Regions from separate parts of the Sus scrofa genome. Here region 2 is linked to region 1. The links are chromatin contacts, called in public HiChIP or PLAC-seq maps. All regions are on one chromosome and are shown on one strand. Each heading gives the region's core, a stretch centred on a gene start, on an enhancer-like site or on the middle of the called end of the contact. The rest is flanking DNA. Distances are from core to core; before and after follow the strand shown. Region 1 has its middle 68 kb from the start of KCNJ16. Region 2 has its middle 180 kb from the start of KCNJ16.

Evidence for each region. HiChIP or PLAC-seq counts read pairs in DNA pulled down with a chosen protein or histone mark.
Region 2: a contact with region 1 is called in an H3K27ac HiChIP or PLAC-seq map of skeletal muscle, with 2.0 times the contacts expected there. The contact joins two enhancer-like sites. A contact is called at or near these places in 4 of 47 Hi-C or Micro-C datasets (adipocytes, embryonic fibroblasts, fibroblasts and 1 more) and 1 of 2 datasets of contacts at active chromatin or transcription factors (skeletal muscle).

The regions. Positions count from the first base shown.
Region 1 is chr12:10,604,496-10,608,376 of Sscrofa11.1, reverse strand. No RefSeq gene overlaps it. Among named protein-coding and RNA genes, the nearest start is that of KCNJ16, 68 kb to the right of the region's middle. Within about 2 kb of position 1,881, at least 11 of the 83 cell types and tissues checked have an H3K27ac peak or open chromatin away from gene starts, as enhancers often do. A contact at or near this core is called in skeletal muscle, where this site is marked.
Region 2 is chr12:10,712,968-10,716,848 of Sscrofa11.1, reverse strand. No RefSeq gene overlaps it. Among named protein-coding and RNA genes, the nearest start is that of KCNJ16, 180 kb to the right of the region's middle. Within about 2 kb of position 1,703, at least 4 of the 83 cell types and tissues checked have an H3K27ac peak or open chromatin away from gene starts, as enhancers often do. A contact at or near this core is called in skeletal muscle, where this site is marked.

The DNA.
Region 1 (3,881 bases), core at 632-3,131:
ACACAGTGGCTGCCTGTAAGCCACCCATCGCCCTCAGGCTGGTTTAGCCTGCAAAGTATTTGAATTTGAATAAGCCATTGTATTCATTTTCTAATGCTTCTAACAAATTGCCATACACTCAGAAGCTTAAAACCAGGCAACTACATTACCTCACAGTTTCCGAGAGTCGGGAGTCTAGGCATGGCTTCGTAGAGTCCTCTGCCCAGGATCTCATCAGGCTGCAACGAAGGAGTCAGCCAGGCTGTGTTCTCATCCGGAGGCTTCAGTGGGGAAAAGGTCACTTCCGCTAAGTATGTTCAGGTTGTTGGCAGGGTTCCTTTCCTTATAGCTGTGCAACCTAGAATTCAGGTTCCTGAGACCTTGGTTCCAGGGACTTCTCCAACATGGGCACATCCTTGGTTAAGCCACCAGGCCATCTCATCTCAGAGAGAGGTCCGTCCTCATTGAGGGACTTTTCGCCTGATTAATCCAGGCCCACCCACCATCCTCTGCTTTTTGATCAATTCAAAACCAACTGGTTTGGGGCCTTAATGGAATCCGAAAAATGGCTTCACCTTTGTTATACTCTGTTGGCAAGAAGCAAGTCACAGGTTCTACCCACCAACAGGGCGAGGGGAATCACAGAGGGCTATGAACACAGACAGCAGGAATCATGGAGGCTACCAGCAGGATCTGCCCGCCACAGTTGTCCACGTCTACACATTAGCATCATTGTACATAAGGATTTTTAGGGGAGTTCTTTTGAATCATAATATCTAATGATACTGGAGCTGCACTCCTATGCAGCAACAGCCAGCAGGGTGGACTGTCCACAGCCCCTTTCACTCAGGACATGCCCTCCTGAGTTTACATTAGCCTGTCTTCTACCTCTTTCTATTGTCTTTACTCACTCGTGCTACCTGCTTCACCTCTGTGGCCACTTAAGGTTACCAGCCCCACAGTAAACCTTTGCTAAAGTTGTTTCAGTATAGCGGTTGTATGTCTATTTTTGTTGCTTCTGCCTATGTTTTCAGGAAGTCGTAGTGGTGTTCCGCATTAAGAGAGTATTGGAGATTACTTCTTTTACAGAAAAGGGGTAAAAAAATGTCTAAAAAGACTCTTTGAGAGGATAGAAATGGAGGGGGAAAAAGGGATAAGAAACACTGTTTTCGGGGAAGAAGAGCAGGCAGACCATGTCATTTGCTGCCCAGTGCAGCATGAAAATGTGGGGCAATGTATCGAAGATTTCAAACGGTGGCCGCCACAGAGCATTAAATCCGGGATGGACCAAGGATGGAGCCCTTTTAAGCGTAAGGCCCTGTCCAACGACCCAGCTCACACTGATGAAGCCAGCCCTGGAGAAGAGCCTTTGGTGGCAGCTCCTGTGACTGTTCTGAGGGATGTCACAGTAGATCTCCTGCTCATTGATCCCCCTCATGCAACGCCTCATAATTAAGACGCCTCTTATCCCCAGGCTGGCGGAGGTTTGCTGAGCTGACTTATTCTTCATGATTAGAGGCAAACTCTGCTAATGTCCTGCTTAAAAAAAAAACAAAAACAAAAAAAAATTGAAGAGGTAGAGGAACAATGAGTATTTCTGTCATTTTGATTTCTCCATTTTGTCTGTGAATTTGGCCTTCTTTTTGTCTTCCCCAAAGCATGCAAGTTTTGTTGAAATTTCATCAGATCCCTTCTGGTGAAAGTGGGGAACATGGGGGAAAAAAGGTTATTTCTCAAGGAGGATGGAGACCTCCGCTTCCTCCCTCTTTGGCCCCGCTCGGGAGTTTCTGGTGCTGCCTGACCGGGAGCTCTGGCAGAGGAAATGACCTAAGCCTGCTCCGCGGCTTACTCAGGGGCCTGTGCGGCACTGCCCAGCGGGGCCGGTGGTGACCTCTCTCTCTTCCCTTTCTCCTGCCAGCTCCCAAAAATAACCCAGTGGGAACAACCCAGCAGCTTCTCCCTCAAGGCCTGCAAATCAAAGCTCTGATTAGGTCAAAGGATGGGAAATGTGCAGAGCTGCCCGGGGGGCGCTCGATGCCAAGGGCTTAGAAGCCTTCCTGTTCCCTCAGAGGTTGGCCTGGAGCCACGAGACTGACTTCAGTCCGGGCACCTTTACCCATCTGTCCGTGTCCTTGAACTTGCTGCGGAGAAGCAGCTGGGTTGTTCCTGGATTCCAGAAGTCCAGGGATGATCACCGTCCAGCCTATGTTTGCCAGATGCCTGACCAAGGAAAGCCCAGCCTTGCTGGGGATGCCTCTCCTGCTGGGGCCCTGCTTTCTGTGACGTCAAAGGAGGCCACCACAGAAGCCACTTATTCATGTCTGATGGGGACTCTGAGAGCAGCAGCTAGCATCACCATGATGCCACCTGACAGCATGGATTAAGAGCACATGAAATAGGAGTTCAGATGGTGCCGTATGTTAAAGATCTGACGTTGTCATGGCAGTGGTTTGGCTTGCCACTCTGGCTCAGATCCCTGGCCCGGGAACTTCCACATGCCATGGGCGTGGCCAAAAAAAGAGCATGAAATAGTCTTTGCTCATAGCTAAAGACTTTTTTTTTTTTTTTTTTTTTTTTTTTTGTAGGCATTGAGGAGATGAGATAGAGCAGAATGGGGAGGGGTGGTGGTTGGGAAGCATCATAGCAAAGGCTCCGTCACAGAGAGGAGCACACTGTCAAACTGTAGCCCAGTGGCAAGCTGACCTCCACCGAGGTTTGTGAGTACAATTTTGTTGAGATGCTTTTTCTCTTACACATTCTCTAGGGCTGCTTTTGTGCTGCCACGGCAGAGCTGAATAGTTGGGACAGTCTATGGTCTGCAAACCCTAGCACATTAAATCCTCTTGCCTTTTACAGAAAAAGTGTGCCAATTCCTGCCCTAGGATAATGACCACACGTCCAGCGCTTGCTATGCTTGTGTACAATGCATGTCGTCTCTCACGGTGGTCTCACAGCACCAGCTCAGGGAGGGTACTCTTCTCCCCATCGGACAGCTGGGGAAGGCGAGGGACAGCTGCGCTCACACAGATGCACATGGTAAATGACGGCCTGGGGTGTGAACCCACATCTGTCTGACACCATGGACTTCTTTTTAGCACCCTGTGTTGCCCCATAGCCACCTACCGCTTGGTGTGTTGGTTTGAGTCACTGGTAGAAAATTCCAGTATCTTCAGGGGCCATGCAGGGCACTGCTGTAAGCGAGAGGGAGTGGTGTGTGTGTGGCCAAGCTGGAAAGCACAAGCCCAGCCTAAAGGCATTCAAACATGAATTGTTTTTATAAAGCTCCCAGGGCCAAACAAAACATGGCAGCAGGCCTTATTAGGCCAGCAGGTCCCTGGTTTGCGACCTTTGGACAGAGCCTGCATCAGCTTGGGCAAGAGGACTCATGATATGCTCAGAAAGGAAACCAGAGAGCCTGTTTGTCTCACCCGCCCGCTCTGGTTCACTTCTTTGGGAACATCCCAGCCGGCTGAACAGGGGAATGGTGGCCTTTGGGCCAGGCAGGCCTAGTTTTCCATCCCAGCTCTACCACGAGTTATGGTATAACTTGGAGTCAATAAACGAACTTCTGTGAGCTTCAGCGTTTTTAATCTTTAAAACTGGGGTTTATTTATTTCATGCCTGTTGGTCCGTGGTATGTGCCAGACGCTGTGTTAGTCTCAGCTTAACCACAGGCTGCGGCCACTCCATGCTTCCCCTTGCTCAGGGCAGATGCATCGGTGTGAGCCTTGTGTCACCTGTTTCTCACACCCCATGCAGGCAGCCTGCGGCTCTGTATCAGTATGTATTCAGGAACCTCTGACTTCCCACCGCTGTCCTGACACCTGGTCCAAACCTCCCTCCTCGCTTACCTGCATTGCTGCAGCAACCTCCTGGCCTCTCTCTTCGTGGCCTTGGAGTCT
Region 2 (3,881 bases), core at 454-2,953, 110 kb before region 1:
CCTGTTTAGGCAGTAGTGCACTTTGCCTGGGACGGAGAAGTAGTTGGTTTGGAAAACAGATGAATAAGGCTGCAGAGATGCTTCACACGTATTAGAGGGCTCTAGAAATGAGACAGTGCTTGGTCAGAACCTGACCCCAACCAATTCATTTTTCATTTTCACAAATGAGAAATTGAGGCTCCATATCATGGTGAATTTCCCAAGACTGCACAGCAGACAAATGGCAGCCATGGCTTATATGACTGGCGCAACAGTACCACAGGCTGATTTTTCTTCCCTTTTACCCATTTCATGTGAAATGCCTCAGAGCAATAATCAGCCTCATTATGTACTTTGTCCATGACAAGTACTGAATAAATGTCTCTTACGTGACCCGCGAGGAATGCCGTCAGAACTGATGTGAAGAGACACACTCTCATTTACACAAACTGCTCCAGTGCTGGCAGAAAAGCATTTTGCTCTTTAAAGCATGTTCCCCCTCTCCTTTCAAATGGATAGCCCTTGTATTTTCAGTAGGCATAGTGAAATGGAAACTTCCCACCTATATTCCAGGAACTCCAGGGGAGCACAGAAACTGTCTTTCGAGATGCTGTTTGGGGGGGTGGGTGTGAAGAGCGCATGTGGGAGAAGCTAAGTAGGTAGGAATTCCTCTCACTCATGTTTGTTTCAGAAGAACAGCCTCACTGCTTCACATTGGATTTCTGAGTAGCATTTAGGGGGAAAAAAGTTTTATGTTAAAATAATAAAGTTTTGAGAAGAACTGGATTAGTGGGACAGTAATATCTTTGAAGTCAGAGATCCTGCAGCCCAATGATCAGTATGACTTTGGGTGAGGCTTAACCTCTCTATTGAAGAGTGTAGATCATAACATCAACATACCCAGGCTTTTGTGGGGATTGAAAGGTAAGAGGTAATGCTCTGAGCACTATGCCTGGCACATGGGAGGTGTTATTTTTAATGGTAACTGCAGGTCTTCCATGAATATCACCAAAGCGTAAAGCATTGGTCTCCAAACAGTAGCTCTATAAACCAGCTCCACCCACCTTGTCATTCTTTTCTTTTTTTCTTTTTTCCTATTTTTTTTTTTTTTTTTTTTTTTGCACGACTGCCACATTTGGAAGTTCCTGGGCCAGAGATCAAACCTGTACCACAGTAAGATCAGATCCTTAGCCCGCTGCACCACAAGGAAACTCCTCAGTTTTTAAAGGTAACGTTTAGTAGTGTGTTAACGTCTAGACTGAATTAATGGAGACTTTCAATCCCAATTTGAGAAAATAATAGCAACGATAATTAATTTATCATTTGGCTTTTAGTGGCTTTTCACCTTTTAAACAAACCAGCAGGGCCAAAGGGCGTACAGTCCTCTCTTCATTTTACAGATTAAGAAATAGAAGCCCAAGGAGTGACAAGACCCATTCATGAAAGTTACTCTCAGTCTCTCTCCTTTTTCCTCCCTCTGGGTTTCTTGGTTCCAAAGCTGGACTCATTTTCTTATATAGAGAGTCCATCTCACTCATTTCTCTGACTAAGCGTGACCCAAGAAGTATTTAAATAAATGTCAGTTCCAATTCCACCCACTCCAGCATAACCTATGAGGCTTCCTTGTTCCATTTTCCCTTTTGGATGACCTGGATTTCCCCCCGAGCTGTACTTCTCCCTACTGCAGCAGTTCCTCTGTTCCATTAATAGGGCTTCTGCACCTGCTGCCACACCAGGGTTTCCTACATGTTAACAGTATCCTCCGATTTCATCTTGCAGCTCTGGTGCAGATCCCCTCCCTAAAATGAAACTGAACATTATGCTAATTTTGGATTTAGTCATTTTCCCACAGAGTTGCTTTCCTTCTGTCCTCCTGCTTCTCTATCCATCCCTTTCCTTCCCTCCCCATCCACTGACACCTGCCGAGCTTTAGAACTCTTTTCCTTTTGTTTTGTGGGCTACTACCCAGCCATGCCTCACTGTGCAGTATCGAACATGTTCACATATCGATCTTGGCAGGGGGACCAAACCAGAGCACACAATCAGAGTTCTCATTATTCTTAACCCAAGGAAAGGTGATTGTTAATAAAATTGGCAGCAGCAAGGGCCCATGTGATTTACTTGTTTATTAAATCAAGATTGATTGGAAGACTATATCTCACAGGCAGCCTTTTATGCACTAGGCAGATAATGACAAATGATGTGTAAAAAACAGTGTAATTGAAGGCAAAAACATTCCTTTGAGAAGGATTTTAGATGAAATTCAGAGTAGTTATTTATAAACATGGAGAGCAAATACTGAAGGGGAAGGGGAATGAGGCATTTTAGCAAAATATTTTTTCCGGGAAAGAGCAGAGAAAGGACACACAGAGAAGGTTAGCTGAGGCAGTTCCATGCGAGGGAAGTAACAGAAATGAGGCAGGGTTATGAAGAACTTTGAAAGGGTGGAAACTTGGACCTCCCCAAATGGGGAGGGATTGGTAGGGTGATGCGGTTAGAACTGAAGTTTGGAATCAACACTGGCAAAGAATTTACTCATGGCATGTTGGGAAAGATGGATGAAAGAATGAGTGAGATGAAAGCAAGGGAAATTGAGTCATAGTCCCCCATTCCAAGTATTCACTGCTGAGGGGAACAGAGCAAACAGCAGAGCTCAAAAAGAACTCATGACTGGATATACTCAATGAGAGTGAAACCCCTTTCTTCCAGTTCCTCTTTGAAAATATAAACAACATGCAAATTCAAATAAAAAAATTCTCCCTGTGTCACATTGAGAAACTCTCTGTTTCTTTTGTTGTCGTGACTCACTTTGGGACTATTCTTATAAGAATGCAGCTTGTAGGGATGGGCAGACCTGTTGGGGGAAAAACAGAACTTCTCTGGAATGTTTGTCCATTCTTTTAAAAAAGACTCTCTATTAGCTTAGATTTGAAGGGGGAAAAGTCTCAGATATCGTAGCCCAGCCAGGGTGAAGTACTTGGAACGTCTTGAAATAGCCCTTAAAGAAGCAATAGAGGATGCTTAATGACTTACAGCACCTTTCTTAACTTGAATCTTACCCAAAAAAGTGCAGAGAGACAGTCCAACTTGGAAAGGGGTGGGGTGAGAGCCGGCCTCAGTCAGTTAGTGTTCGCACAGGAATGATGAAAGATTGGACAGTTCAGGGTGTATTTTAGTTAGGGAGTGGGAAAGAAGGAGATGAGCAAAGCAAGTGGAAATAGCTCAAGTCAAATCAAATCCTGTGCTTCAAGCAAAATACCTTAGTGGTACAAAGCGTCTGCTTGAGAGGTTCCATGTGTAAGTTTGGGGCTAGTACCTCTACAATGAGTTCTCTTTCACAAACCTAAGATCCACGTTGAACTTTTTGACTTAGACAGACGAGGAAAACATGAGTTCTCTAGTTTTCTGTGCATTTACAGATGCTGTTGCAGGACTGTGACCCTCATTTCTTTTTCTTCCTTTTGCCTGCCTTTGTCCTTCCCTCTCTCCCTCCCTTCCTACTTTCCTACCTTCCTCTTTCATTCTTTCTTCCTTTTTCTCTCTCTCTTTCCGTTGTTTTGTCTTTGGAACACTAAATCCTGAAATATATTACAAGGAATTGCATTCAGTTTGTTTTAAATTCAGTGAATTATTTTGACATTCCTAATGTATCTAACTCTCTCTGGCTAGAAAAACACGGAGTGATGATGATCTGAGGTGAGCTGTTTGAAACGAAAAATTCAGTAGTTGAGTGTGTATGTGTGTTTGTGTGTGTGTGTGTGTGGAGAGAGAAAGAGATAAAAAGAGGGAGAGAGAGAGAGAGAGAGATTGGGTAGATAGATAGGGAGAGAGAAGGAGATAGGTTTTTGGCAGAGTCCTAGCGGTTCTAGGAAATGCATCGGTACCTTGGGGGCTGTCTGTGG